Regions from separate parts of the Mus musculus genome. Here all the other regions are linked to region 4. Evidence: chromatin contacts called from public Hi-C and promoter capture Hi-C data. All regions are on one chromosome and are shown on one strand. Each heading gives the region's core, a stretch centred on a gene start, on an enhancer-like site or on the middle of the called end of the contact. The rest is flanking DNA. Distances are from core to core; before and after follow the strand shown. Region 1 overlaps Gm11963 (predicted gene 11963). Region 2 overlaps Nudcd3 (NudC domain containing 3). Region 3 holds the start of Ankrd36 (ankyrin repeat domain 36). Region 4 holds the start of Myl7 (myosin, light polypeptide 7, regulatory).

Region 1 (6,749 bases), core at 1,664-4,163, 390 kb before region 4:
TTTTGAGACAGGGTTTCTCAGTGTAGCCCTGGCTGTCCTGGAACTCACTTTGTAGACCAGGCTGGCCTCGAACTCAGAAATCCATCTGCCTCTGCCTCCCAAGTGCTGGGACTAAAGGTGTGCGCCACCAGCCCGGCTTATTTCCTCTTTTTAATGTGTTTGAATGAGTCTCCTTCCAATTTCCCTCCCTCCCTTCCAGTTCCTCCTCTGTCCACTGGAATGGTGTGAATGAGAATGGCCCCATAGGTTCATGTATTTGAATGTTTGGTTTCCAGTTGGTGGAACTGTTTAGGAAGGATGAGAAGGTTTAGACTTGTGGAGGAAGGGTGTCCCTGGGGACAGGCTTTGAAATTTTAACAGCCTTGTGAGATTCCAAGTCGCACCCCCCCCCCGCCCCGCCCCTGCCTCATGGTTGTGGATCAAGATGTGAGCCCTCAACTACTGCTTCAGAGTCACACCAGTGAAGTCTGGTGTAATTCTGATAGGCCTGCCTTTATATGTTACTTGACCTTTTCCCTTACTGCTTTTAATATTCTATCTTTATTTAGTGCATTTGTTTTTCTGATTATTATGTGTCAGGAGGAATTTCTTTTCTGGTCCAGTCTATTTGGAGTTCTGTAGGCTTCTTGTATGTTCATGGGCATATCTTTCCTTGGGTATGGGAAGTTTTCTTCTATAATTTTGTTGAAGATATTTACATGTCCTTCATTGAAAATCTTCATTTTCATCTACTCCTATTATCTGTAGTTTTGGTTTTCTCATTGTGTCCTGGATTTCCTGGATGTTTTGGGTTAGGAGCTTTTTGCATTTTGCATTTTCTTTGATTGTTGTGTCCATGTTCCCTATGGAATCTTCTGCACCTGAGTTTCCCTTTTCCATCTCTTTTATTATGTTGCTGATTGGTTCCTGATTTCTTTCATCTCCAGAGTTGACTCCCTTTGGGTTTTCTTCATTGTTTCTACTTCCATTTTTAGATCTTGGATGGTTTCGTTCAATTCTATCACCTGTTTGGTTGTGCTTTCTTGTAATTCTTTAAGGGATTTTTGTGTTTCTTCTACCTGTTTAGCAGTGTTTGCTTGTAATTCCTTGAGGGATTTTTGTGTTTCCTCTTTAAGGGCTTCTACCTGTTTAGCAGTGTTCTCCTGTATTTCTGTAAGTGAGATGTATGTATGTATGTATGTATGTATGTATGTATGTATATATGTATGTGTCTCTGTGTGTATATATATGTGTATTTGTGTGAGTGTATGTGTATATGTGTGTGTTTGTTTATATGTGTATTTGTGTATATGTCTGTGTGTTTGTATGTGTATATGTGTGTGTGTGTGAGTGTGTGTATATGCATATGTGTCTGTCTGTGTGTATTTGTGTCTCTGTGTATATGTGTGTATATGTATATGTGTTTGTATATGTGTGTCTGTGAGTACGTGTATGTGTGTGTGTGTTTGTGTGTCTGTGAGTGTGAGTGTCTGTGTATGCACACACCATGCAGACTTCATAGGATCACTAACTTGCTGAGGTTGGTTCTGTCCTCCCATATCCATGTGGGTCTTTGTTGTGGAATTGAAATCCTAAGCCTCCTCAGAGTTCGCGCTCACACCCTCCCACCCCACCCCCACCCCCGCTCTGCTGTTAGACAGCTTCTTTCCATTCCAGCCCTCACAGCTTGTGTGTGTGTGTGTGTGTGTGTGTGTGTGGTCAAATAAAAGGATTAAAAGTGAAATCAGATGTATTCATCCCCTTTGTATCTTTTCTACAGGTGTGTATACGCTTTGTCCTCTCAAAGGTCAGGAGAGGGCATTAGATCCCTTGATTGTGAAGTTACGGGTGGGATGGCTGTGACCCACCATTCGGTGTAGGAATCCAATCTGTGTTCTCTGCAAGAGCAACGAGTGCTCTTAACCACTGCACTGCCTCTCTAGACCTTTTTGGGTAAAATTTAAATCATATCAAAATAAAAGATTTCAGAAATTTCAGTGCCAATGGAGTGATTTCTTTTCTCCTCAGTGATGAAGAGGAGCCATGATGGTTAAACTTCTTTAAAAGAAAGAAGACAAACTGGCTTTCCTTGATGCCTTTGAACCTGAGTCCAGAAGACTTAGGGACAATGGATAGCTAAAATTTATTTATATCTGAAGTTGGGTGGCAGGGTGCACTCCAGAGGCAGAGGCAGAGGCAGGGGGATCTATCTCCGAGTCTGAGGTCAGCCTGGTCTACAGATCGAGTTCCAAGACAGCCAGGGCTACAAAGAAAAATCCTGCCTCAAAAAATGGAAAAAACAAAACAAAACAAACAAAATACATTAAAACAAACAAACAAACAAACAAACTGGATTTATTCTCTGCCGCGGCTGGGAGTGGACACCTTTGTTCAGCAAAATGAACCTTTTCCTGATTGTGCACTTCCAGGCCCTGGGCAAGCCGACTCTAGCACTCTGCAAAACCCCACCTCCCAAAGGAGGGTTGAACTTCTTGGAACCCTTAAAAACTACCAGTGAACTTCAGGAAGTAACCCACGCAACTCTTTCCCAGAAGAGGTCAATGGTCACAGAATCGTAAGAAACACCACTCTGACCCCGGGACTTCCTGCCTCCACACTCGGAACATCTCAAAGTTCAAACTGCTCAGGAACTGACATCCGGCTGACAGACGGGGAGTGTCGCTCAGTGGTAGAGTGCTTTCCTACATCGGGAGAGGCCCTGGCTCCTATCTCCAACTCTGTAAAGAAAAGATTAATACTATGAAACGAAAATAAACCAGGCTTTAAAGAAAACAAAAGCATGAGAAGAAGAAATCGCTTTCCCTGGGGTCTGGTTCCGTCGTCGTCCCCACCCCCGCCCCGCCCCCATGACTGAGTCAAAAGATTTCAATGCAACTGGTCAAACCAAGAGTGCCTGCAGAGATCTTGCATGTTTTCCTAAAGCCATCAGACAAGAGTACAACAAAGAATGGGCAGATGTGCTTACTCAGGACCAGAACACCTCTGACCGATTAGCATTCCTCTCTTAACCCCGCCCCCCCACCCCCCCCATGTAAACAGTTTCACCTCATAAAACCAGGTTTTTTGTTTTTTTTAAAAAATATTTGGTTAAGGGGGCTGGTGAGATGGCTCAGTGGGTAAGAGCACCCGACTGCTCTTCCAAAGGTCCGGAGTTCAAATCCCAGCAACCACATGGTGGCTCACAACCATCCATAACAAGATCTGATGCCCTCTTCCGGAGTGTCTGAAGACAGCTACAGTGTACTTACATATAATAAATAAATAAATAAATCTTTAAAAAAAAAATATTTGGTTAAAAAACAAATAAAACAAACAAACAAACAAACAAAAAAAGCAGACCAAAATCCAAAAAACTCTTGGGCTATCAAGATGGCTCAGTGACTAAAATTACCTGTCACCAAGCCTGATCCATCCTCAGGTTGACCTTTAACCTCCACACTCACACCTGCCATATGTACAGAAACATGCTCTCCAGCACACGCACACGTGCGCGCACACACACAACTAATAAACAAATAAATGCGATGCATTTTTAGAAGAACATTCTCAAAGACACGATAAACCCCAGGCTAATACATTTTACTAATTTTTTTTTTTTCTGAGACAGGGTTTCACTATGCGGCCCTAGCTGTCCTTAACTCACTCTGTAGACCAGGCTAGCTTTGAACTCAGAAATCTGCCAGCCTCTGCCTCTCCAGTACTGGGACTAAAGGTGTGTGCCACCACCCCCTGGCTTTACTTATCTTTTAAATCTTATTTAATTTCAAGCTTTTCTTACTTTTTCAACCTTGTAAATTACACCATTTAAAAAATATAGCATAGAAAACTACAGGGTTGTATCTGTAGCTTATACACGGTTGTATCTGTAGCCTCTGTAAACACAGCTTAGTCTGTTTCTCCCCTGGCACTTTTTGCAAGATTAACATTCAAATTTTATTTCACAAGAGAAATGAATTTTATATAAGAATTTGTTCTTCATCCTCAGCTGGATCATTTAAGAAAGCTTGGGTATTTTACTCCTTTCTCCCTCCCTCCCCCAAAGGGTCTTGCTATGTAATTTAGGCTAGCCTCAACTTGAGACTATCCTCCTGCTTCAGACTCCTAAGTGCTAGGATTACATCTACCCATCTTTTTTTTTTTTTTTTTTTTTTGAAGATAAAGTGATTTTATTTGAATTTTTGACGACTATATCTTGTTGTATAAAGGGAAGAGTGAAAGATAAGAATTGACCATTTCAAGGCACATTACAACACTCAGTCATTTTAATTTAATTATTGTTTTGAATATTAACATGGTTGCCTCTACACTAAATGAAGGACTTAATAAAAGATTGTAATAGGAAGAAAGTTTTGCTATAAATGTTGTTCCTTGGTATCCCCTAGAATCTTAAGCAGGTAAATTTTGTACACATGGATTCGTCCTATCCTCTTAACTACAATGTTATTTTGTTTTTATTAGCAGCTGCATAGATAATTATTGGCAGTTCCCTTCCTTGCAAAGTTGTACAATATTTATTAATTCTACAGACCTTGCTAGTCTTCTCTAAAATGAAAGACAACTGTCTGGTAAAACAAGAAAGGTCCCTCAAGCTTCAAATCTGTTCGACATGACATTTCTTAGGAATGTATGCTAGGGACATATTTAAGGATAATTTAAGAGTTTCATTTAAAAACTACGAATTTAGAGTCTATTTCTAAACACATTATGAGGCCCAGTAATTCACAACTGAATAGTGGAAGAATATAATTTGTACAAAATAACTTGTAAATTTAGAACAAAATTTTACGTCTTTGATTTTAAAATACAGCAGTTAACTTTCCCTCAACTTCTATTATTTTCTTTTTTTTTATTTTTTTTACGTATTTTCCTCAATTACATTTCCAATGCTATCCCAAAAGTCCCCCACACCCTCCCCCCACCTACCCATCTTTTATTTAAGAGTGAATTTGGGGGCCAGTGAGATGACTCAGGGTAAGGCACTTGCTCCACGCCTGATCCGAGTTTGGTCCTTGGGACCCTCTATGGAATGGAAGAGCTGATGACCACAAGTTCTCTTGTGACCTCCACAGGAGTGCAAAGGTATAGCCACGTGCACACTGTATGCCTGTTCACACTCAGACACACAGAATTAATGGCTCTAAGTGTTTAAAAGTTCCAAGTTTGTGAGACGATAAAATGTCATCCCAACTTCCTCTCTACGTTTCTCTGGTTTTGGACAGATTCTTATTTCGAAGCCCAGGCTGGCCTTGAATTAATCTTTCTCCCTCAACTTCTGAAGTGTACCACTAAGTCCAGTCCTTTTCATCTTGATTGGTGTGTTTGGGTTAGTCCTCCTCAGTGTGATGGGCTTATTGTTTGCTTGTTTTGTTTATTTATTTGTTTGCTTGTTGCCGAAGTTGTGGCATTACCACAAGCAAAATGCACATGAAAATCGTGGTACGAAGCATGCTGAATTCTGTGCCCATTCTTCAGAACAATTTCTACACCTGACTAGCTGATTGTCAGGCGGATAGATGTAGGCAGGAACCAGAGGCAGCCGCTACCTTCAAGGTCTGCTCTGGGGATGACAGGTCGGTCTGAGCTATAGGAACAGCAGGTACAATCTGGAGGGATGCTTGCCTTGAGTTCAGAGCAGTGAGTCTTAGCGAGAGGCAAGGGATTTTGTAGGTAAAGACCCCAGACATGCTTTAAATACCTCGTGTGGCACAAAACATGGGATAACCTCCCCACAAAGAATTGTCTAGCGCCAAATGTCAATAATTCTGAGGTAGAAAAACTGACTTAAACAGAAAGAGGAAATGGGATTTGTGAGCATAATAAAAGGGAAGGAGGGGCTGGAAAGATGGCTCAAGCTGCCAAGGTGGCCACCACAGAAGCATGAGGATGGAGCCCTGTTCAAGTCTCCCGCACTCACATGACAAAGAGGCACACTGGCACACGCCTGCACACCCTGAGGAGGAGACAGCACTCACATGACAAAGAGGCACACTGGCACACACCTGCACACCCTGAGGAGGAGACAGGAAGATCCCTTGGTTTGCTGGTGAGCCAGGCTGGCCACAGTGACTCAGTGAAACCGTGAGTCCCCAAATAGGGTAAAGAGTGATAGGCAAGACCAGAAGCCAGTCTCTGGCCTTTGAACATACACTCCTGTATGAACACTTGAGTGCACACACGGGTGACCGCAAGCGCATGCACACACACACACAACCCATCTCACATGAGACAGGGCTGCAGCTGAGACAGGGATAAACAAGAAGAGTCATCAATGGTCCTAAGCTGATTATCTTTTAATCACTCACAAGAGTGACTCCTGCTAAGTGTCTCATCTTATCTCCTGGCATCAGAAAGCAGGCTACTGTGGCAGGACCAGCTACTTGCAGATGCTCTCTCTGCTCAGGGGTGGTTCCTCCCAGTGCTGGCAACCCATCCATGAGAGCAACAAAAGTCTCAGTGTTCAGAGAGGCCATCCCAGGCAGTGGGGAAAGCAGGGATCATGCTTTCTGATATGTCATGGGAACCCGGCTGCCCTGGTATTTACAGTTCTTGCATAACTGTGCATGTGGGAGTGCTCAGTCCTGGGTAGAAGGCCATGCTCTGAAGCCATGAGGTAGCCAGGCTCTTTCTCACATCTTTAGCATACATGAGCTTGCTTTCCTCATACTTGCAGAATGGCCACTGAGACCCTCTCCAGTTTTGGAACTAGGTCAACTTTCCAGGCAGGATGAGAGGAAAGGAAGTGAAGTCAA
Region 2 (7,348 bases), core at 369-2,868, 280 kb after region 4:
TGGGACAGCACAACACCCACTCTAAAACTCCCACTCGTGGGTGGCCAGGAAGAACCCTTCCTTTGTCTCGTCCTGACTTGAACTGCATGAGAACTCAAGGGAACAAAGAGCCAGTAAGTCAGAAGCTCCTGACCGCCCTAACAGAGCCAGTGGAGACTGGGCAGAGGGCTTGGGCTGAGCTGACACCCTCAGCCTCATTGCCTCAAGACTCTGAAACAAACGTTTACTCATTCCACATTGGTTGAATCCAATAAACAAACCCAACACATCTGTGAAACTGAGCACATATACATCCTAAGGTTATAGCTGAACTCACAAGGCTGAAGACAATACGAGGTAAAAGGAAACAGCGATAAGAAAGCGCAGGGTGAGGTGTAGGTAGGAGAGGCTGCTACAGGCCTCAACAGCTTCGCAAAATGTCTGAAGCAGGGCCCGACACCCAGTTTCTCCCCTAATTGGGAGGGATGTTCATGGCACACCATATGCTAGAGCATATCTACTATGAAAAGGGAAAGAAAGCCAGCAACCTCCATGGACAGCAACCTCCAGACAGATCTCTAAAGGGAAAAGCAGCTCCTCACCCTGTGGCAGGTTCTCAGGAAGATCCCAAAAAGGCACTGTCTTGAAAGGAGGTGACAGCTCCATCCATGCATGTTACTACCCCAAAGACCTTCCAGGAGAACAAGCTATGGAGGTGGAGAACAGTAATATTGATATCCTAATCCGGTATATACGTGGGTGGGTGTTAGCTTTACACACACACAAATACAAATTTAAAAATACATATATCAGAAACAGCTTTCAAGTAATGATACAAAGAAAGACAACAGTGTCCTCTTCCTCAGGAAACAGCAACCAGAAGCTGCACTGGCGGGAGGGCCCCAAGGGGCCCAGGATTAGGAGACTGAAGTGTCCTCAGTGAATTTGGCAGTGGTCTTAGACGCAGCTTCGGTTACCCATTAAAAAAATCTGACATCACTTGACTTTTCCTGGGTGCATCCCTAAATAATGAGGTTCTGAGGATTCTGACAGCACAGCTGTTTATTGTGTGCTAATTTATGTATTAATTATAAGTCGTGGGTTTCATTGTGGCATTTCCACACTTGTAGAGTGTCCACTGATCAAGTTCAACTCCCATTGTCCCTGCTTGTCCAGCCCACTCCTGCTGAACCCTTCTTCCTCTCTAGTCCTCCTACCTTCACATCTTTATTAATAATTCCATTTGTTTATTTTGGGTCTTCGTTCCCTGTTAGCCCTGGTTGTCCTAGAACTCACTCTGTAGACCAGGCTGGCCTTCAACTCTGCAATCCGCCTGCCTCTGCCTCATGAGTGTTGGGATTAAAGGCATGTGCCACCACTGCGCAGCTAATTTTTTCTTTTTTAATTATTTGTATGGATGTGTGCAATGTTGAGGCCAGAAGGTAATTTGTGGGGGTTGGTTCTCTTCTTCTACTTTGGATCCTAGGTATTAAATTGTCAGATTGTCAGACTTCTGCAAGTGCTTTTAGCTGAGCCATCCTGCCGGCGGGCCCTATTGTTTTTTAAATGACCCACATGAATCACAGAAGGAGCGGAAGTGAGGGGTTCATAAGCAGATGAGCACCTGACCAGCAGGGTGCACTACTACACTGGAGGGAGCACCTTTCCCTCTCCCAGCAACAGCTGCCTGTATATAACTCCTCAAGGGTAGGAGGACCTCAGGAGCTTCCCTCCTCCACGGTGGATGCTATTGGGGTCAGTCTTGTGTAAGTAGCCACAGCTGTCGGGGTTTTCGGGCATGCAGTAGCCATGTTATGGCTGGAAGTCAGCATTCCACAGGACTGAGCCCATTTCTTCACCTCTGACTTTTTTCTCCTTTTGATTCCCTCAGTGTTCCCTGAGGGGTGTAGAAATGTCTCCTTTGTGGCTGAGGACTCAACTCTTATTCTCTCCACTTTGACCAGTGATGGGCTTCTTTCTTGAGGTAATTGGGTTGTGTAATTGGTTTGGGGTCTTTGGGGGTTTTTTTTGGGGGGGGAGGTGTTTGGGTTGTGTTTTTGTTTTTGGGTTTTGTTTTGGTTTTTGGTTTTTTTTTTTTTTTTGGTTTTTTAAGACAGGGTTTCTCGGTTTAGCCCAGGCTGGCCTCGAACTCAGAACTCTCTCTGCCTCTGCCTCTGCCTCCCAAGTGCTGGGATTAAAGGCGTGCGCCACCACTGCCCGGCCAAAAAGAGAGTTATATCCGTGAGTTTTGTCTGCTGTTTGTGTGTGTGTGTGTGTGTGTATGTATTTTTCCCTGGAACTGGAATTACAAATGGTTGTTAGCCACTGTTTGGGCACTAAGATTGGACCTGAGTCCTCTAGAAGGGTAGCTAGTGCTCTTAAACCTCCAAGCCACCTCTGCAGCCCATGGCTTTGCTTCTTTACACTCAAAGCCATCACATTCATTTCTCCCCTCTTGATTCCATCCTCTGCTCCCCTTAGATTTTCTTATGGATGAAGAGTGAGTTTGAAGACCCTACCTTCGGTTGCTAGCTCCTTGGCTCTCAGGGGTTGCTGCAACTCAGTGGGCCTTAGTTTTTTGTTTGTGGCTTACAACCATCCATAACGAAATCTGATGCCCTCTTCTGGAGTATCTGAGGACAGATACAGTGGACTTCATATAATTAATTAATTAATTTTTAAAAACCTGGAATACAGTCACACATTTCTTAGTGTGGTAAGTTCTGAGAACTGCACAGTTAGGTGATTTAGCTGTGGTACACACATCATGGAGTGTGCTTACATAAAGATGGTAGTATATTCATAAGCCTGACCGTCATGTTACTGTACTGAATACTGCAGGCAGTTGTAACATAATGGTGAATATTAATGTTTAAAAATAGAAGGACAGCAAAAAATAGGGTGTAAAAATTAAAATGATACACCTTCTAGGCACTTGCCATGAAGAGATTGCAGGACTGGAAGTTCTGTGTGAGCCAGTGAGTGAGTGGGTGTGAGCACAGATGCCTGGTTAAACTGGGCACTACACTAGAGTTCAGCATTGGCTTAGCTATACTATTCATAAAAAACGTTTTCTTTCTTCTATAATAAACGTTAATATGCCTTTATTGATTTCATAAATTTATTAATTTTTTAAACTTTGACTCATATAATAACACTTGGCTGAAAACGTGAACACATTGTACTTAGTATCACTGTATTTTATTCTTCTATTAATTTTTCTTCATACTCATTTCACTTTATTTTTCTTATATAGAATCTCTTATGTGGTAGCAACAGCTGGAGCCTGGGTCTTCTGAACAGAGACTCTGGTATGGGTTTCTACAAGATGGTCAGTGTACTGGTAAGGAGACTTGATAAACACGGTCTCTTTCCAGAGTCTGGGGGTCAGGTATTGTAGGTCTAGGAGATGCCATAACAAATGACCTTGGCAAAGTTGCCCAGGGTGGCAATGCAGCTCCTGGCTTATGTGGCACAGTCATCAGTGCCAGCACCTCTTTGGACACCACCATAGTGGTCTCCTACCTTGCACAGAACAGTGTGGGGCTTGACAATCTTGCTCTCCTAGTAGCCTCTCCACACAGGGACGAGGGAAACACCAAAGAGAGCTAGCTCCCCCACAAAACTGACCATGCTGCTACCACAGGCTTGACTTGAACACACCAGTTCAGAGAGGCTCATTCCCCTCTCTGAAGCTCTCTTCCTACTCCCTCCACAATAGTCTCTTCAGATCACCAAATCCAGGTTCACCAAGTGCCACCTATGTGCCAAGTACTAGGATCCCCTGCAAACAGGTAGACAAAGTCCCTTCCTAGGAGAGTCCCAAGACCTCTCATCTTCAAGCTGCCTCAGTGACACTCCAAGCCTCAGCCAGCCTCCATTGCATCTAAATGTGAATGAATGCTTTAAATGCAATAGTCCTGATCGTCATAAAACTCCAAACCCATGTCCACAGATCATTCTGAAATGCCACCTAGACCTCTAGTCAGTCTCAATTCCTTAAGTCAATAAAGCGGTAACTCCCCCACCCCCATCTCCCACAGAAGCCTTCCTTCCTGTGCTTTAGTGATTGTCAGCTCCATCCTTTCAGTTGCCTGGCAACAAGCTTGACAGGGAGAAAAATACACTTACATTTAAAATTCTAAGTGCAAAAAAATACATATAATTTACTACTAAAGACAGTCATTATATAGTAATAAAATATAATTTATCACTAAACATAATAAATACTAAACAGTCTATATACCTACAAAACCAAACAAAATTAAGTAAAAGACTTAGAAGCCAAGAAGAGATACAAGTCTCATTTCCAGTTTCTCTACTGGAAAAAAACACATTAAAATTCCACACAAACCTTAAAGACATGCTCTATTCTTAGGTTGAAAAAAATATATATAAAGCTATCAGCCCGTCCTGTTCCAAAACATGAACTGAAGGTCCCTGTAAAACTTTCAATCAAATTCCATATAGAAAAATTAATTCCTATAAAGTAAAGTCTAGGGAAAATGATTAAACATGACTCTTACCAAGTGTTAAAATGTGTTAGAAATCCATCAGAATCTTTTCCAAACAAAAGAAATATATAGTTTCGTGTTTGTAAGTAACAGAAAACCATCCACAAGAACAAATGAAACCCTAAGGTAGGTCAGCAGAAAATGGCACTTAAAGAGCAGGTAAGAGCAGCACAGACCTGAGCCTATGCCTCTCCTGGAGGCTGGAAGGGGATAAGGTTCCCTCATGCAAACTGGCAGTGAGAGCAAATGGGTAGACTCTCGGGGGCCAATTCAGCAACAGCCATCAAAATTTAAAAACCCTTCTGACTCAGTAATTCCTGTTCTGGGAATTCACCCAACTGATACGCGTACACATGTTCCAAGAAACACACACAAGCATATTCGCTGCAGCAGCATCTGTGACACCAGCATCCTGTAAACAGCTTAAATACACCCCACCCCAGGGACCCATTAGATAATGACTCCAATGACTCTAATCCATAGGGTGTAATACTCTATAGCAGTCAAGAAAAACCCTGGCTACTACGTGTCAGTCACTGAAAAGCTTCTGAAAATTCACAAGATATACAAACCACACCCAGACCTATTAGACAGTGAAGGGGCCCAGCAATTTCCGTTCTGCATCCCCAGTGAGGGTAAGTTCAACAGTAGTGCAGAACCTTGGGGCCAGCCATTCCAGGGGGAAAAGGCCCAGATGACACCCTCAGCAGCAACGCGAGCACAAGCCACTTCTCTGGACTGCAAGCTAGGAGAGCAACAGTCCTACCCCAGGTCATTTTAAGGACTATAAAAACGCACATGTGTGCTAAGGAGAGGGTGCCTGGCAACAGAAAGCACCAAGTCAGTACCAGCCGTTTATCAAGCCTGAGCGATCAGAGCACATTTAGGGGATGTGGCAAAGTCAACAGTCACAGATGTGCTGTGTATACACATGTACTGGGTATTATAGGCAAAGTATATGCACACACGAATAAATTTTACAAAAAACACTATGAACAAATTGTCTCCAGGAAGAACAATTTATTTCCATTACATAGCCTTGTAACTTTAAAAATGTTACCCTTAATCCAACTGTGACTTACAAGAAATAGGACAGAGGACATGCTGAACCAGCTCACAGTTAACAATCAGTAAAAGTCACAGTGGCAAGCCCAACAAACAGCCTGATTTCTTTCTCTTCTCTCTTTCCCTCTCCCTCTCCCTCTCCTCTCCCTCTCTCCCTCTCCCCCTCTCCCCCTCTCCCCCTCTTCCCCTCCCTCTCCCCCTCTCCCCCTCTCTCTCTTCCTTCTTTAAAAACGCTTCTGTGGAATTAACCCAGGGCCTTGCACACTACCTTCGGGACAGGGAGAAGAAACTGTCAATTCTGAGCCGTTGGTGTTTGCGGGGTTTTTATAGTCAGATTCAAAAAAAGCATACACCATCAGAAGGAAACAAAGTTTAAACACTTGCTGAAAACACTAAGATGAAATATTATGAGGCAGATCGTTTCAAAATAACAGAAGACAGGGGAGAAGGCCAGACAGTGAGGCTGTCGGGAGTCCTGCACTCTTATGCCCACTGTGACTTCTACTTCAAATTCTACCTAACAAACGCTTTATGAAAAAAAGCAATCTTGCACTCGCAACACACATGCGTGTGTGCGTGCGCGCGCGTGTATGTGTCTGAACACATTTTTTTTTTCAGGTTACTTTTACCTCCACCCCAAGACCCTTCTGATACAGCTTCAATATCAAAAAACCACAAGCTACTGTTTCCTAAAAACAAAGCCTGCTAAGTCTCACTGTGATATTTAAAAACAAAACAAAAAACAAATAAGCTGCCAAATTTTTAAAAAAATGAAAAGCAAAACCAACACCAACAACATTATACCTGCAATCCTAGTACCAGAAAAGCCAGTGAGGCTAGACAACAGGTTCCTAGCTCAAGAGTAACTTATCAAGCGCCTGCTAGAAAGCCAAGTCTTCCTAGTGTGATTTAATCAGGCCCTCATGGCTGGTGTCTGAGCTTCCTTTTAAAGCAGCAATTTCAAGGTGAGTTTGTCTGCAAGATGAAACAGCAGGAAAGCTCCACAGAGTGCAGAATCTAAGGTGACACGTGAACGCCCCTCGCCTCCTAGTGTTCCACTTACTCTCTAGATTTCTACCTCTTAGCACATGCTACGCAGCACCCACCCTTGTCCAAGGACAAGAGTCACTCCAGGCCTGTTATACCCATCAGTGTGCAGAAGAACTCAAAAGTGCAAAAAAGAATGCTGGAAATTCTCCTTATACTGTTCAACAAAATAGAAAGGCATAATATAATGCAAAATAGAAAGTTTACAAATGAGCCAGGCGTGGTGGCGCACGCCTTTAATCCCAGCACTCGGGAGGCAGAGGCAGGAGGATTTCTGAGTTGGAGGCCAGTCTGGTCTACAAAGTGAGTTCCAGGACAGCCAGGGCTATACAGAGACACCCTGTCTCGAAAAAGAGAAAAGAAAAAGAAAAAAAAAAAAGAAAGTTTACAAATACACATATTTAAGTGTATGGGTATGTTTACATACATAGGGATAACTACAGAAAATATCCCAAAATTTAGTGAGGATAGTAAGATTTTCCTCTTTTACAACTTATCTGTTTTCCAAATATTGCATGAGCATTACCCAAAAGAAAAGCAAGTTTCTCTTTTTAGGACAAACACAGTAGTAATAATAGCTAGCCACTGACTGAGTGACACCCTACCAGGAACCATGCTAAGTGGGTGGGTCTTCAGCATTCACTGTCTTCAATCCTCATGACAACCTACATGGAGTGACTTCTGACTACGCCACCATGACTTGACCAAGGAACTACCAATGATGGACACCTGAGAAAGGCCTA
Region 3 (6,336 bases), core at 2,858-5,357, 330 kb before region 4:
AGGGTTGGTGTAGATATTCCCTCCACAGATGATCGATCATTCATGGTCTCCTTTCTCAGCATTTGAACAGCTTTGACTCTTCATTAACTTCCAGCCTCTGCAGCAAGAAACTTCTTTGATCCAGGGTGAGAACCACACAGATCTATGGAGACAAACACCCAAAAGTGCTTAGAAAGGAGTTTAACAACATGGCCTCCCAGGGAAACATTAGTCATTCATATCCTATTACATGCATGACGTAATGTGACCACAATCTATTCTAGGGATTCACACAGTGAAAGAAAGCTTGATTTTTGTTTCTGAGACTGGCCTAGTTCGTTCAATATGAATATTCCTATCTCCACCCATATTCCTTACATGTTATGAGGTCATTCTTTTTTGTGGATGGAAAGGATTCCATTGAGCTACACACCACATTTTCTTTATCCATCTCCATCTTTTGGGACACCTAGATTTGCCCCATAACTTTAGTTATGGCGAGTAGCGCTGTAGGAACCCTTAGCGTGCATTCATCTCAACAGTGTACACAGCAGGGGCTTTGCATCAATACTCAGGAGTGTACACCACCTCACATGGTTTCAGTCTAATGGTCCTTCCATAGGATCCAAAATCATAGGTAATTAAAATCATCTCTACACTTAACAACAAGGCACCTCTGGTTCTCACTGTGATTACTGCGAAGGCCTAGAAAGTCACATTCTATCTGGGTAAAAAGTCACATTCTATCTGGGTTGAAGAGGAAGGTGGTTATCGAGTATGCCCTATAGATTCCTTGTAGGAAAAGGGGTTTAGGATCTTCACTTATTATTATTATTATCTGCAAGAAGACAGAGAACTGGCCCATGAGGTGTTTGGAGATGAATGGCCAAGTGTTGACATTCAAAATGGGTTTTCAGGAGAAAGGACCAAGGCCTTGGGGAGGATGAAAGTAGTCCTGTGGAAGGGCAAACATGGATGGGAGGTCCCTGCATGAGTGGCAGGGGACAGTGGGCCCCCACAACACTGTGAAGAGTGGGGCTGAGCTGAGGGGAAGTCTTTCTCTTCCCCGACTGACTGGCTGACTGACTTCCTTACTTCCTCCCTTTCTCTTGAGATTGGTCTGTCTGTACCCCAGGCTGGTCTCAGCTTGTGGTTGTTCAACCTCTGGCACCTTTCTGCTGGAGGTTTGGTGCCCCATCCTCAGTATTTGGTAAACTCCTGGAGTTGGATGACTTAATTCAATCACATTAGATCTAATCAACTCGATTGGTTTTAATTTGGGGAGTGTGGGCTGGGTGTGGTGGCTCAGGCCTTTAATCTCTCCCACCACACAGGAGGCAGAGACCAGAGAACTCTCTGTTTCAGGCCAGTCTGGTTTGCATAGTGAGTTCCAGGATAAGTGGGGCTACAGAGTGAGACCCTATTCAAAAAAGAGGGGGTACATTTGACACCCACTGTCTTTTTAGATTATCATATCCAGTGTCTTTAAGCCAGAAGCTGCAACCTTCTGTTTGCCACTGCTAAGGACACTCATATATTGTCATTAGAATGGTGATTTAAGTTAGCATCTGAGAAGGCTTGTCTGTGCCTAAGACATATCTTGTTGGAAAGAGGAGGAAGAAGTAGTGATGGGGTCCCCTGCCATGCTGTCCACTGTCCCTTTGTTCCTGGCTTTGACATCCACCTTGGCTGTCAAGGGACTGGGCTTGGTGCCGGGCAGAGGAATGCTGGGGCTAGGAGCCTGTGCTCCTTGTTTGGAGAGTGTTATCAGTTTTGCATAGGTACTGTTCAGAGTGTGAGGTTTTATTATGGGCGTTGGTATATATAATATTATATCACCTGATTGGCCTGTCCTTTTCCCAAAAAATCATCCTTCGGGACCCAGGTCATGTCCATTGCCCTCTCTTGTTCTAAGTGATCTCCCTTTTCTGCCTACCAACCTTGCCCCAGTGTTTGCCGAGCTTCATTCATTATGGAAGAAGTGAAATTGACAGCATTTCACACAGTCCCAGCAACTGTAAACTGTGTGATGTAAGGTGAGAGGACTATCATAGCTTTCCTCAGTCTGAAGGCAGACAATGCTCTGGAGGTGCGACACTGAAGGCTTCTTGGCCTGCGTGGTTTTGGGATTGACCTGAATGGAGTGACAGAGACTGAAGAGATGACACAACACAGAAAAGCTGGGACTGGGTGGTCTGCGGTCTCTGAGAGAGATGCACTAGCAAGATGGAAACTCAGTGTGGTGGTTTGAATGAGAATGGCTCCCATAGCCCCATAAATTAAATGCTTACTCAGCAGGGAGTGGACCTGTTTGAGAAGGAATGAGAGGCGTGGCCTTGTTGGAGGAGGCGTGTCACTAGGGGTGAGCTTTAAAGTTTCAAAAGTCCACACCAAGTCCAGTCTTCTCTCACTCTCCTCTCTGCCTGCTGTCTGTGGATCAGGACGCAAAGCTCTCAGCTACCACCATGCCTGCCTGTGTCCTACCGCTGATACTCATGGACTCACCCTCTAACACTGTAAGCAAGTCCCCAATTAAATGCTTTTTAAAAAAGAGTTTCCTTGGTCACGGTGTCTCTTCACAGCAATGTAATGGTGTCTTAGACCCTCGACATATTTATTATCTGTAGCTGAGCAAGGGTTAGTTAATCTGGGTAGGGGTGTCTCTATTGGGGAGCCATCTCAGCTGCTGACATCAGGAAGAGGAAGCTGTGGGTTTTATCTCCTGTACACACTGTCCACACTCATTCTTGAACCAGGGGAGGCCTCACCAGTCTCATGAATCGCGGGGGGGAAGGGGGGCAGCAGTTGTCCTCTTTAACCTGACCATGGCGCTCATATTGAGAATGCTTGCTCATACAGGGGTACACTTGCTCCTCACATGGTGGGGCTAGTGGTCAGGTCTGGATCTCTTCCTCTGAGGCTCCTTCACAGTGTTAATGCAGGCTACTTCACCACTGCTCATCTCTTGGGTCTTTCTTTGTGAAGCAGGGCAGATGCAGAGCGGGGTGGGTGTTACATTCTCTACTTCGACCCTCCTGGGCACCGTTGATTTTTGGGTAACAGCATGGATGATCTGCATGGTCTGGAGCTAGGGGTAGCAGTGAATTTGGATCCTGCTTCTGTCGTCGATGGCACCTAGGAAGTGTGAGACAGGGCCCAGGCAGACGATGGGATCTGGAGGGGAGATTGCAAGTGGAAGGCAAATACACAGTAAAGAATACAGAATGTGGAGAAGATATTAGCCAAAAACTAGGGCAGAGAATTAGAGATTCAGTCAAATCCTGGCTGGAAACTGCTACTCACCAGTAGTATACATGAGGAGTTGGTGTGTGGTGGCCAGAAAGATGGGAGAAATGTAGAACCAGGAGGAGGGGGAGAGGGAGAGGGAGGACCAGGACAATGGGGCAAGGCTATGACACAGGATCCAGCTGCCTAAAGTGTCATTCTAACATAAATGGAAAGAGATTTCTGAGACAACAGTCAATCAAAAGGTAAAGTTTGAAATATTACACAGTGATCCAAATAAACCCTGAAGATTTAAAGAGGAAAAAACATCGAGCAGAGACCATGCTGAGGAGCAAATAAGTGGGCGAGAGGCAGCAGACGCATGATCTCATTTTATCTGGACAGTGTGCAGCTCCCTCCACACCAGCACGCACACCACCACAAATACTGTCACCGTCTACGAAACCACTAATGCAGCATTCTATTATTGCAATTGCTAGTCTCTGGGAGCGGGGGTAGGGGTGTGTGTAAACATATGGAGATTCTGAGATTTCTTCGTTTGCTTGCTTGCTTGTTAGGAAAGGGTCCTACTACGGTCACCCAGTCTGGCTGGGCATGCAAGATGATGCTGGCCTCAAGTTCGAATTCTGAGGAAGGTTTTCTTGGAGACTAGACTTTAGAGGCCTGTAGATCTATCTAAAGGGAGTTATGTTTCAAGACTGAGTAGGCCTTAAGCATCGGGACCATCTGCCTAGTGGTGCACACGTTTGATGCTTGAAGGCACAGTTGCTCTTGAGCCTCACATGCGTGCTGAGCACTGTTGGCTACGTGCTTTGATTGGTTGCCTGGGGAGTGGGGGGTGGGTCTCTGGAGCACGTGCACACGGTGTTGCTGGGCAACGACAGTCCTGCCAACTGCCTAAGAGGTGGAGGGATGCTAAACCTTGGGGCTCTTTTGTGGGCGCATCCTGGCGAGATTCTGAGACTTGGTTGGCTCTCTTTTGGGACTGGCTGGCGGTGGCTAAGACTGGGACTTGAAAGAACTGGTTTGCTGTGAGCACCGAGGTTGTTACTGGGAGGGAGGAAGGCGTTATAAACACTGAGTTTTGGAGGGGTAGAGATAGGGTGAAGGGCCACAGTCTGAGCCATGAAGAAGATCTTCAAGGGTCACTCGCCTTGGGGCTTTCTGAGCTTTAGGCATGCTGAGAACCAAGAACCTCCCAGGTACCTCACTGGGTACATGCCTGTGAAAAGGATCCACAAAGCTGCAAGCGTGGGGGACATACCCCAAGTGCAGAAGATGCTCGAATTTGGGGATATTGACGTGAACGTTACAGACCGGAAGAAAAGGTTAGAGGGTGCGGGGTGGGAGCTGGGAGGTGGCCCAGAACAGGGGTAAATGAGTGGCAGCAGGGCCTAAGGAGAGGAAACTGATCTTGGCCTCGGGAGTGGAGAAGGGAGGCTAAGGCCTGCTTTAACAGGAGGTGCTAGCCTTTCTTCCTACCACAGGTGCCTCAGCATCTGAAACCCTGGATGGGTCCAGAGCCCAGACACTCTTCATGAGAAGCAAATAAAAAACTAAACTCATTTAGTTTAGTCGGTTTCCAAACCCCATATAATTCTGTTTTTAGAAGACTCTTGACAATTTAAATGTGATTTCTCCTGCACATGGAAAAAGTTAATAATGCGATGGGTCCTAAGGAAGTTCATTCAATAAAATTCCATATTCTTTTTATTTCACGGTAACGGAGGACTATAAGTTATTTATTGAGGGACCTTACACGGAGGCTGGAGTGTCAGCAGGGCTTCACGTCCAGTTATTCAGGGTAGCCATCTTTATTAACCAATGCTGATTCATCCATTAGTTCGCCTGGCCCTGAAGTGGGCTAGTTTGATTAGCATCCATCTTCATTACATAGTACGTGAAGCTCCAAAGTTCCCACAGGTGCTCCATTAGCTTCGGTTGCTTCCTTGATGCAGAAGCAGATGGTCCACTGGTGGCCTTCACATCTTAAGAGACCATCAAAGCCTTGGAGCTTGCCAATGTGGTCCCTAGTTCAGGACGACCGCAGTCAACAACACGTTCCCAATCTTCCTTTGCAAATTTTCCCGTGTCTCTTGCAATGCCCTCTCCTTCGGGGTCCTCCATGTTTAACTGCTCTTTCTTAGCACTGCTAAATAGAAAAAAGAATGTCAAAACCGGCTATTCTGCTTCCGAAAAGTGTGAGCTGCCTCCTCACATTGCACAGTAGCCCTCAGGCGCACTCTCTCTCCCAGGACTGCTCTTCACTACGCCTGTGCTCACGGCCAGTCAGAAATGGTGAGCCTCTTGCTGTGGTATGACTGCAACATCGAAGCCCGAGACCGAGAGGAAAGCACAGCTCTGATCAAGGTAACCAACAAGCGGGGCAGAAGATGAACTAGCACAACCCCCGGATTCTGAGGTGTGGATTATAATTCTAGACTTTCTTGAACTGAGTCTGTTTCCTTGGGACAATCCCCGCAGGCCACACAGCGCCAGCACGAGATCTGTGTGAAGATTCTTCTAGAGAACGGCGCCGACTCCAACGCCGTCGATATCCATCAGAACACCTCCCTCCACTACACGGTCTACAACAAGGACACCACCATAGCCGCCAAGCTTCTGGCATTCAATGCAGACACCGAAGTTAAGACAAAGGTAACACGCAGTTTTATATCCCAAATTAAAAGGCATTTGCCTGAACAATATGTGGGACCATTTCCACACGTAGAAGCTGAAAGCGAGAATTCTTTGGTTAAAAAAATGGTTTAGAATAAGTTAATTGACAAAGGAAGTTTCAGAGCACACGATTTTATGTATCCATAAAAATATTTGAGAAAACTGTATTAATATTACATTAAATATTCTTCAAATAGGTCACCAAAGTTTCTTTTAAAATATAATTTAAATATTTTCACCAGTTTTTCTAATGAGAGTAAAATGAGACATGAAAACAAAATTTCTCTTAGAATTTGGCCAGGCATGGTGGCTCACACCTTTGATCCTGGCTCTTGGGAAGCCGAGGCAGGAAGATCTCCGTGAGTTTGAGGCCAGTCTGTAACCAGTGAGACCCAGTTTTAACAAGCAAACAAATGAAACTGTCTAGAATCA
Region 4 (7,438 bases), core at 2,678-5,177:
GAACATATGACTCAAGTATGAAACAAAATGAATGCCCGGGGAAGATTTATTTGCTCATTCATGAGAGACACAGTGAGATTCTACAAATAGTTTGAAAGCAGATTCAAGGAGCGCCAGATGTTGGACAATCTGGAAGGCTGAGCTGAATCTGCTCTGCAGATGAAACCTGGCCTCTCTGACTGAGCAGAGGGGATATCACCTGCACCAGCTCCTTCAGCTGAAAGCCAGAGGCTGGCTGCTGGTTTCTCATGACTCCAGAGCTTGAAACTGCTCAAAGACAGATCCAGAGACCACATCCAACCTAGAGATTCTCTTTTTGAAAGATGGTTCTGTTATTTGGCCCAGACTGGCTTTGACTCTCAACCCCCCTGGCCCTGCCTTCTGGGTGCTGGGATAACGGCCATTCGCCACTGGCCTCACTCCTGAGACCTTTCTGTGCATTTCAGTCTTCCGCAATGTCTGCAAAGAGCCGTGGGTTGCACATGTTCCGGTTAGCACTCCCAGTGAGTCGGGCTGCACTTCCCTCTGGATGGAAGGGGGGCAAAGGCTGTGGGTTTTATGACCTTATGAGCCACAGAAACTGCAATGACTGCTTTTTTTTTTTAAAGATTAATTTATTATTATACATAAGTACACTGTAGCTGACTTCTGACTCACCAGAAAAGGGCGTCAGATCTCATTACGGGTTGTCGTGAGCCACCATGTGGTTGCTGGGATTTGAGCTCAGGACCTTCGGAAGAGCAGTCAGTGTTCTTACCTGCTGAGCCACCAAATGACTGATTTGAACCTAAAGTCTCTAGTTAAATTGTCAGGTTTGGATAGAGGCCAGTGCCAAGCACCTTCCCAGGTAAAAAGGCCTTTTCTCTCCTGCCTTCAGGAAGGGATGGTGTAAACGTTAGTTTCCCGCCCCCCCCCCACCCCCCCCACCCCCCTGCCCTCTTTTCCTCTCCTCTTTCTCATCTCATCCCAGCTCCAAGCTTCTGGCCATTGTGGCAGGCTTGGAGGGAGGCAGAGCTCTGAGACCTGCTCAGCCCCGGCCTGCCTGAGCACTCACTCATTTCCTGACTCTCCCTAGGTACTTGTGGGGCGAATCACCTGTTTCTGCAACCTGTGGTTTGACAGAGAAGGGAGATATGGGGAGACTAACAATTCTGTAGGGGCAGTCCCCTCCCTAAACTCCAGTTGTGTGACCCAGTGCCAGAACCCTTAGTGAGGGCCTCATTAAGCAGGAGACCAGTTTTCAGCATTTGCATGTGATCTGGCTCTGCGTCCAGCATCATGTCCCATCATGTCAAAATCTTCCTATAATCCCAATATGATTGTGATTCCCCCACCTAAGGGAGAGGTGCTTGCTGGGAATGGAATCCAGGACATAGAACATGCTAGGCAAGGCTTGCACCGCAGAGCCAGCATTGAGTTCTGCCTGTGGTTTTCCCATAGGCCCACACAGGCAGCACATCAAGAGAAGAGTGGGCAGTAGACCTGAGTGCACGGGAAGGCTATGTGGTTGGGAGTCCCTGGGGCTGCATCCTCTAGCTGGATGTTGGGCAGAAAGGGTCCAGCAAGATGTTTCTTCCTTCCCCAGACATCAAGAGCTGGGTTGCCCACTTGTGGCTCATTCCTGGGCCTCATGGAGGTTGTGTGTACCCCGTTTCCTCTCTTGGAGTTCACCCGTGGGCAAAATAGAGGTTCATATTTTACTTGGTGGTGTAGGGTGACTCAAGGTGGTACCATGTGGGGTCCCTCTCCAGCCCATCTGCCACAGTCAAGCCAACACCTCAGTTCTAGTTCAGGCACAGAGTTTATTGAGGTGACCTCAGCCTGTCTACTCCTCTTTCTCATCCCCGTGGGTGATGATGTAGCAGAGAGACTTGTAGTCAATGTTGCCGGCCAGGTCCATGGGTGTCAGCGCAAACAGTTGCTCTACCTGCAGGGGGACAGCAGAGATGTCACCCTATGATACCCTGTCCCAACAGCTGTGCTTCCGGACTCAGCCTTTTCAACCCCAAACTGCAGTCTGCTGGATTTTCCTGTTTCTGAACAGATTAGGAAACAGGCCCAATGGGGAAGGGGCCAAAGGGCTCACCACATAGATAAACCCACCCTCTTGGGAGTCTGCGTCCTCCCTTTTGGGTTTTAACAGAGCCTATATCTCTTCTCAGAAGATCCTGTTATCCATTTGGCTCCCACCAACACAGCCCTGTGGGGGGCGTGAGGGGGGGGGCAGCGGGTCATGACAGGAACAGGAGTTGGTGGGTCTGGGTGTCTCACCTCAGCAGGAGAGAACTTGTCTGCCTGGGTCATGAGAAGCTGCTTGAACCTGAGGAGAGAGAATGCCTGAGCTGGGAGTGCGAGGCTGGGGCCCAGGGTAGAGCTGCTCACCTGCCTGAGGCGCACAAAGAACCTCACCACCTTCTGGGTTTCCCCATGGCGCCCGCCCTGGGGCATGAAAGGGCCTCACTTACTCTTCCTTGTTCACCACCCCCTGGCCGCTGGGGTCGAACATGCGGAAGGCACTCAGGATGGCTTCCTCGGGGTCCGTCCCTGGAGGGGGGGGCGGGGCGAGGCAGCCAAGTGAACTCTCAGATCCCCTGCCGCGAGGCCCCACCCAGGATGAACTTGGAGTACAAGGGAGCTTCTTTGTACTGGGGCCTGAAGGGCTCCGGCTATACCGAGTGAATAAAGGTGGGGTGGGGTAGATTGGAGGGTGCAGAAGAGACTTGAGTCGGAATTCAGAGTGTTTCTTGGGCATCAAAGGGGTTGGCAGGCCCGGCTGGGAAGTCAAAACTGTGATTAGGAAGTGGATATTTCCTGAACCCAAGCCAGTTCAGGCGCTCCACATCCTCTGCGTTGGCCCTGGGCAGGCAGGGTGCACAGGTTTCAGGGGAGTTAGGTTGAGCCTCACGTGGGGCTCCCGGGTCAGGTGAGGTCGGGTTTGCGCTGTGGCTAAGGAGACTCAGACCTCCTGCCAACTCACCATTGAGCTTCTCCCCGAAGAGTGTGAGGAAGACGGTGAAGTTGATGGGACCCTTCCCTTCCTGCAGCATGGCGTCCAGCTCTTCCTCCGGAACACTTACCCTCCCTAGGAGAGTAGGTCTTGAGGTGACCCAGGCCGCCCTCCCGGGCTTCCCAGGCAGTGAGGGCAGAGGCAGGGGCAGCTCTAGCTGTGTGGCAGGTGGGGGAGGGGGATTCCTGCCTGAATGAGGCTAAGTAGGAGAGAAAGGGCGGGGCACTGTCCTCTCTCGGAGCAAGTGCCTGAGGTGAACAAGCCGGGTCCCTGGGAGGTTGCTCCTGGACCCACTCACCGAGCTGGGAATAGGTCTCCTTCAGGTCTGATTTGCAGATGATCCCATCCCTGTTCTGGTCAATGCAGCTGAAGGCCTGTGAGGAGATGGCCTGCAGGTGGGAGCTGCTCACCCCATCTCTTCCAGGGATGGCGGGTAAGGGAGAGTCTCGGGTAGTATGAGCGAGGTTGGAGGCAGGAGCACTGACCCTCAGAGGAGAGCCGTGTGCATGGGGTATGAAGTGGCTCCCCGGATCGGGGAGAGGCTGTTTGGGATAGGCTACTCACTTCCTTGAATTCCTGAATCTGGGCTTGTTCGAACATTGAGAAGACATTAGAAGAGCCACGTTGTGCCTGCTTGGTGGCTGCAGCCTTGCCTCGGGTCCCAGCCTTCCTACTGGCCTGTAATACTGATGATCAGAGGGGTCCTCTCTCCAGTTCTCCAAAGACCTCCTCCCTACCTCATGTAGTCTCGTGGGAGTGCCAGGGAGAGGTGCCTTTCCCCACCCGAGATCACTTCCCTGAGCCCAGCACAGGCACACAAGTCCCTGGCTCTGTCCCAGGGCAGCTCAGAGACTAGCACCTGGGTGTGGCTGGTCTCTTGTTCCCCACCCAGCACTCACCATGATCTGTGGCGGTCTGACTGAGTGATCGTGCCACCCAGCTCTTTATGTCTCAGCCTTATCACCCAGAGGCCCAAATAAGGAGAGGAATGGATGATTGGGCTAAACTTGGAAGCCCCCGCTGGTGGAGAAAGACAGGGCTCCACATAGATCCTATTCACACTCCTGGTAACCTTCAGGCCCCCAAGTGTAACATCCTAGGATCCACCCATCCATCTCTTGTGACCAGGCTCCATGTCTTCCCTGGTCAGAGACGCTCCAAACGTGTGCTAGTCCAGGTCATGGTGGTGTGATTCCCTGTGATGCCTGCATCTGACCGTCCTCTCACCTGACTAGTGCTGTCTATACTCTGGGCTTGGGAAGCAGTACATGATTCTGAGAATGGTCTCTGGCCTGAATCCCCTGGGTCAGATAAAACCCCTGAGTTCTGGCCTGCTGGCCATCTGACAATGGACAGACAGCAGTTCTAACCAGGCTGTGAGCCCCACAGGACCATTGGCTTGATTTGGGGGTAACTCAGGATTGGAGTGACCGAATGCTGCTCTCCCTACATTCAGACATGCGCTCTTCACTCGGCCTGTCCTGCTGAGACGCGCGTACCCACCCTATACGGAATCTTGTGTTTCTTAAGCTCCATCTCAACTCTACCCTCCTCCTCCAAATTCTCTCTGACGTTCCCAACTGAGAGCTGTAGCCTTCTCCTGGGCACCCAGCTTGCTCCACATCTGGAATCCAGAAACCCTGGCACGTGGCAGGCCTACATGATGCTGTTTCACAGGAAAAGTTTTGGGTTCTTATGAAACTGGCCCACAAAGACCATCTCATGTTTCTGAATTTGGGACCAAGGGGCTTTGGTTGCAAGCAGCAGCCGTCAACTTTTGAGGACCTTAGTGTGGCAGAGGAGTCAGAGAAGCTGGACAGCTTAGGGGAGATCATGAGTAGGTCTCTGACTAGGTTCAGTGTTCATCCTCACCCCAATGTGGCTATGCAAGGTGAGTTAGGATATGGGCACTATCTCCTGTTAGGACTCAAGTCCCACTCCATCCTCTTTTATTTTGAGATAGGGTCGGCTATGTAGCCAAGGCTAGCCTGGAACTCACGATGTTTCCCAGGCTGGTGCTGGGATTACAAGTCTGTACCACACACAACTCCAAGGCCTCCTTTTGTATGAATATTTTATAACACCCTCCTAACTACCTGAAAACAAAGTTCAATCATTCAAGTTGGATGTATAAAGAGAGACAAAACAAAACAAACAAACAAACCAGCACAATGCCTCAGATCCCAGTATGTACGAAAAGATGAAAGACTGAAAATCTGTTCCAATGTGTGAGTGTGCCAATATGAGTGTTGTACTCTGTTAATGCAAATGCTCGTGTTGGTTCAAGAAAGTGAAGCCGATAGAAGCAATTCTACACGAGAATTACCAGAAAACAGCAAGATTTCAAGAAAAATGTGACTTTCCCACAGAACCACCAATTTGGGATTTTTTTTCTGAAGCAGAGAACAGAGTAAGCCTTTGACTCCCTGGGTTCCCAGTGAGAGATAAATGTGCATTAAACGCATACAAGTCCGTTCACCTGAAGGCATATTCATGCTGCATAGAAAAGCATTAGGTAGATTCCATCTACCAGAGCCTCTGGAGGGACCTTAGAAACTGTTTAATAGCTCCTAGCCTTGGCCCATATTGCTTCCTCCCTGGTTCTGAGATAGAATGTTGCTGAGACCATCCTAGAGCTGGACCAACCCCTCCCCTCCTCAGAGTGGCAGCTAGCCTGGCATCCTAGCCTCTATCTTTCACATGTTGCAAGGGCAGCTGGGGGTGGGGGTGGGGTCTGGGCCCAGCAGGGGCTATTCAGTACCCCTAGTGTCCCCATGCCTCCACATTCCTATTCCTATAGCCTACCTCTCACAGGCCCCTGGGTATAGTGTCTGGAGGACACAGCAAATTGAGACATGGCCGAGTTTAGGGAGTGTCTGTGTATATCAGTGACGTTTCTCTGTATGCTTTCACCACCATCAGTATGCACAGAGGCCAAAGAACAATCAGCAGGCCATGTTTAAGTAGTTTTAAATATTTAATTAAAAACTCCCCCATGGTTCCAAGCTGGTGTGGAGAGGGCGGCATGGCATCTGGGAAACCTGACAGGGATGAGGGACAGAGGGACCTGGGTGGTTTCCTGGAGAGATGCTGTGGGTGGCTTGCTTCTCTTCCCGGATCACTGATGTGAGTGTTGAAGCTGCCATCCTGCTAACAGTGCAGAGTGAGGCGCTCCCCTTCAGGTCCCCTAGAGCAAGGACTCTGGGCCTCTATCCTCTGGCATCTCCTAGGAGGGTTCATCCCAGAACTGTAAGCCACTCAGGGGTGGAGGTATATGAAGGAGACTGTCTCTGGAATGTTTGTGGCCTGGAAAGTCCCCTCCATGTAGCTAGATAGTCGGTCTCCCATGGTTTTGCAGCCTCTTCAGCCACAGGCAAGAAAACAGCCAGGTCTGGGCAGCCCTTACTCTTCTGGGGGCCCAGGTCTGGTCTGGCCAAGCTGCTGAAGCTACCTCCCCATGGAGATGTGTTCCCAGGGAAGCCAGGCCATTGCAAGTCCAGGAGGCACTCCCTTGGGAGGCCAGACCCACAGCTGTGGGAGGCCAGAAGCTGAAAGAGCAAGACCTGAGTGTGCTTCACCTTTCTCTGTAGTTGATTCTAGCAAGAAAGGCTTTTGGTGCCGCTGATCCTCTTGCCCCTTGCCCCAGGCTGAGAGCCCTAGGGCTGTCTCACTGGCTGACTTGGCTTGCAGGGGCCTCTCCCCATTTTCCAGGGGTAGCAGCAGAATAGGTCTCCTGCCCTAGTGGACTGGGAGCATTTGTGGGGTGTGGAGTCCCCGTGGAACCCAGGTCCCTGTCCTTGCCTGGATTTCACTGGCCCAGCATGCAAGCCTTCTTGCAGGCCACCGCAGAGACCAGTGCGGCTCCCCTGCCGCTGCCCTCCTCTGATTCAATGAAGGTGATTTCGCAGTTGGGTGTCAGCCTGCGCACACTGGCGTGAAACCGCTCCTTGAAGCTGAACAGGAGGAAAATGGGGCTGCTATTTCTGCTACCATCCTTTAGATCCCACCTTTGCCACCCCCGCCACGGCAGCCCACGCCCCACCAGGCCACGCCCCACCTCTTCACTCCCACCCCTCACCCCAGACTGCAGTATATATTCAGTATTCCAGGCCCAGGGAGAATCAAGCAGGATCGGCTCACAAAAGCCTGGAGTTGAAAGCCGCGCCCTTGGAGCCTCCCTTGGAGCCCGGGAGGTTGGAGCGCGAGCGAAGGTGGAGGCTGACCTCGGGTGCAGCTTGTACACGGAGCCATCCACGCCCACCGTGATGCGCATCACGTCCTCACTGCGGCTTTCGCGCATGCGATTTATGACCCCCGCTAGTCCTGCTGAGCACATGTGGGCGGCGCGAGTGGACACGCTTTCACAGGCACGGCGCACAATGTCGCAGTCGGCGACAGAGGGTCGAAGGCCCAGAGTGCTCAGGATGTTAA

The links. Promoter capture Hi-C pulls out the DNA fragments that hold promoters and counts their contacts. Hi-C and Micro-C count contacts between places; a contact is called where the count stands out from the background.
Region 1: a contact with region 4 is called in a Hi-C map of the C2C12 cell line, with 2.5 times the contacts expected there. The contact joins the enhancer-like site here to the promoter of Myl7 in region 4. A contact is called at or near these places in 8 of 39 promoter capture datasets (the C10 cell line, the SN4741 cell line, cranial neural crest and 5 more), 4 of 484 Hi-C or Micro-C datasets (the C2C12 cell line, the P5424 cell line and cortical glia), 6 of 115 datasets of contacts at active chromatin or transcription factors (embryonic limb bud, embryonic stem cells, forebrain and 1 more) and 1 of 9 other capture datasets (pancreatic islet).
Region 2: a promoter capture Hi-C map of stem cell-derived epiblast-like cells shows a contact between it and region 4, with 3 times the contacts expected there. The contact joins the enhancer-like site here to the promoter of Myl7 in region 4. A contact is called at or near these places in 8 of 39 promoter capture datasets (the 3T3-L1 cell line, the HPC-7 cell line, cranial neural crest and 5 more), 2 of 484 Hi-C or Micro-C datasets (nephron progenitors and ventral hippocampal neurons), 9 of 115 datasets of contacts at active chromatin or transcription factors (bone marrow-derived macrophages, double positive thymocytes, embryonic stem cells and 3 more) and 4 of 9 other capture datasets (adipose tissue, liver, macrophages and 1 more).
Region 3: a contact with region 4 is called in a promoter capture Hi-C map of embryonic stem cells, with 2.6 times the contacts expected there. The contact joins the promoter of Ankrd36 here to the promoter of Myl7 in region 4. A contact is called at or near these places in 8 of 39 promoter capture datasets (the C10 cell line, embryonic stem cells, maxillary cranial neural crest and 4 more), 1 of 484 Hi-C or Micro-C datasets (embryonic fibroblasts), 1 of 115 datasets of contacts at active chromatin or transcription factors (embryonic stem cells) and 4 of 9 other capture datasets (adipose tissue, embryonic stem cells, liver and 1 more).

What each region holds. Positions count from the first base shown.
Region 1 is chr11:5,503,473-5,510,221 of GRCm38.p6, forward strand. Gm11963 (predicted gene 11963) reads left to right here. Exons shown (of 3, transcript NR_166837.1): 3 at 2,008-2,777. Among named protein-coding and RNA genes, the nearest start is that of Xbp1, 14 kb to the right of the region's middle. Within about 2 kb of position 2,914, at least 121 of the 459 cell types and tissues checked have an H3K27ac peak or open chromatin away from gene starts, as enhancers often do. A contact at or near this core is called in embryonic stem cells, hepatocytes, pre-B cells and 1 more, where this site is marked.
Region 2 is chr11:6,179,438-6,186,785 of GRCm38.p6, forward strand. The region is part of intron 2 of Nudcd3 (NudC domain containing 3); the gene reads right to left. Among named protein-coding and RNA genes, the nearest start is that of Nudcd3, 17 kb to the right of the region's middle. Within about 2 kb of position 1,619, at least 33 of the 459 cell types and tissues checked have an H3K27ac peak or open chromatin away from gene starts, as enhancers often do. A contact at or near this core is called in double positive thymocytes, embryonic stem cells, pancreatic islet and 1 more, where this site is marked.
Region 3 is chr11:5,565,577-5,571,912 of GRCm38.p6, forward strand. It overlaps Ankrd36 (ankyrin repeat domain 36), which reads left to right and starts at 4,108. Exons shown (of 27, transcript NM_023816.3): 1 at 4,108-4,553; 2 at 5,481-5,595; 3 at 5,710-5,883. The coding sequence starts at 4,351. Gm39573 (a long non-coding RNA gene) reads right to left here and starts at 3,542. Exons shown (of 3, transcript XR_872233.1): 1 at 3,283-3,542; 2 at 2,748-3,153; 3 at 1-142.
Region 4 is chr11:5,894,855-5,902,292 of GRCm38.p6, forward strand. It overlaps Myl7 (myosin, light polypeptide 7, regulatory), which reads right to left and starts at 3,928. Exons shown (of 7, transcript NM_022879.2): 1 at 3,907-3,928; 2 at 3,572-3,685; 3 at 3,306-3,381; 4 at 2,978-3,082; 5 at 2,466-2,544; 6 at 2,272-2,320; 7 at 1,783-1,927. The coding sequence starts at 3,909. The coding sequence ends at 1,826. It overlaps Gck (glucokinase), which reads right to left. Exons shown (of 10, transcript NM_001287386.1): 9 at 7,231-7,438; 10 at 5,966-6,960. The coding sequence ends at 6,816.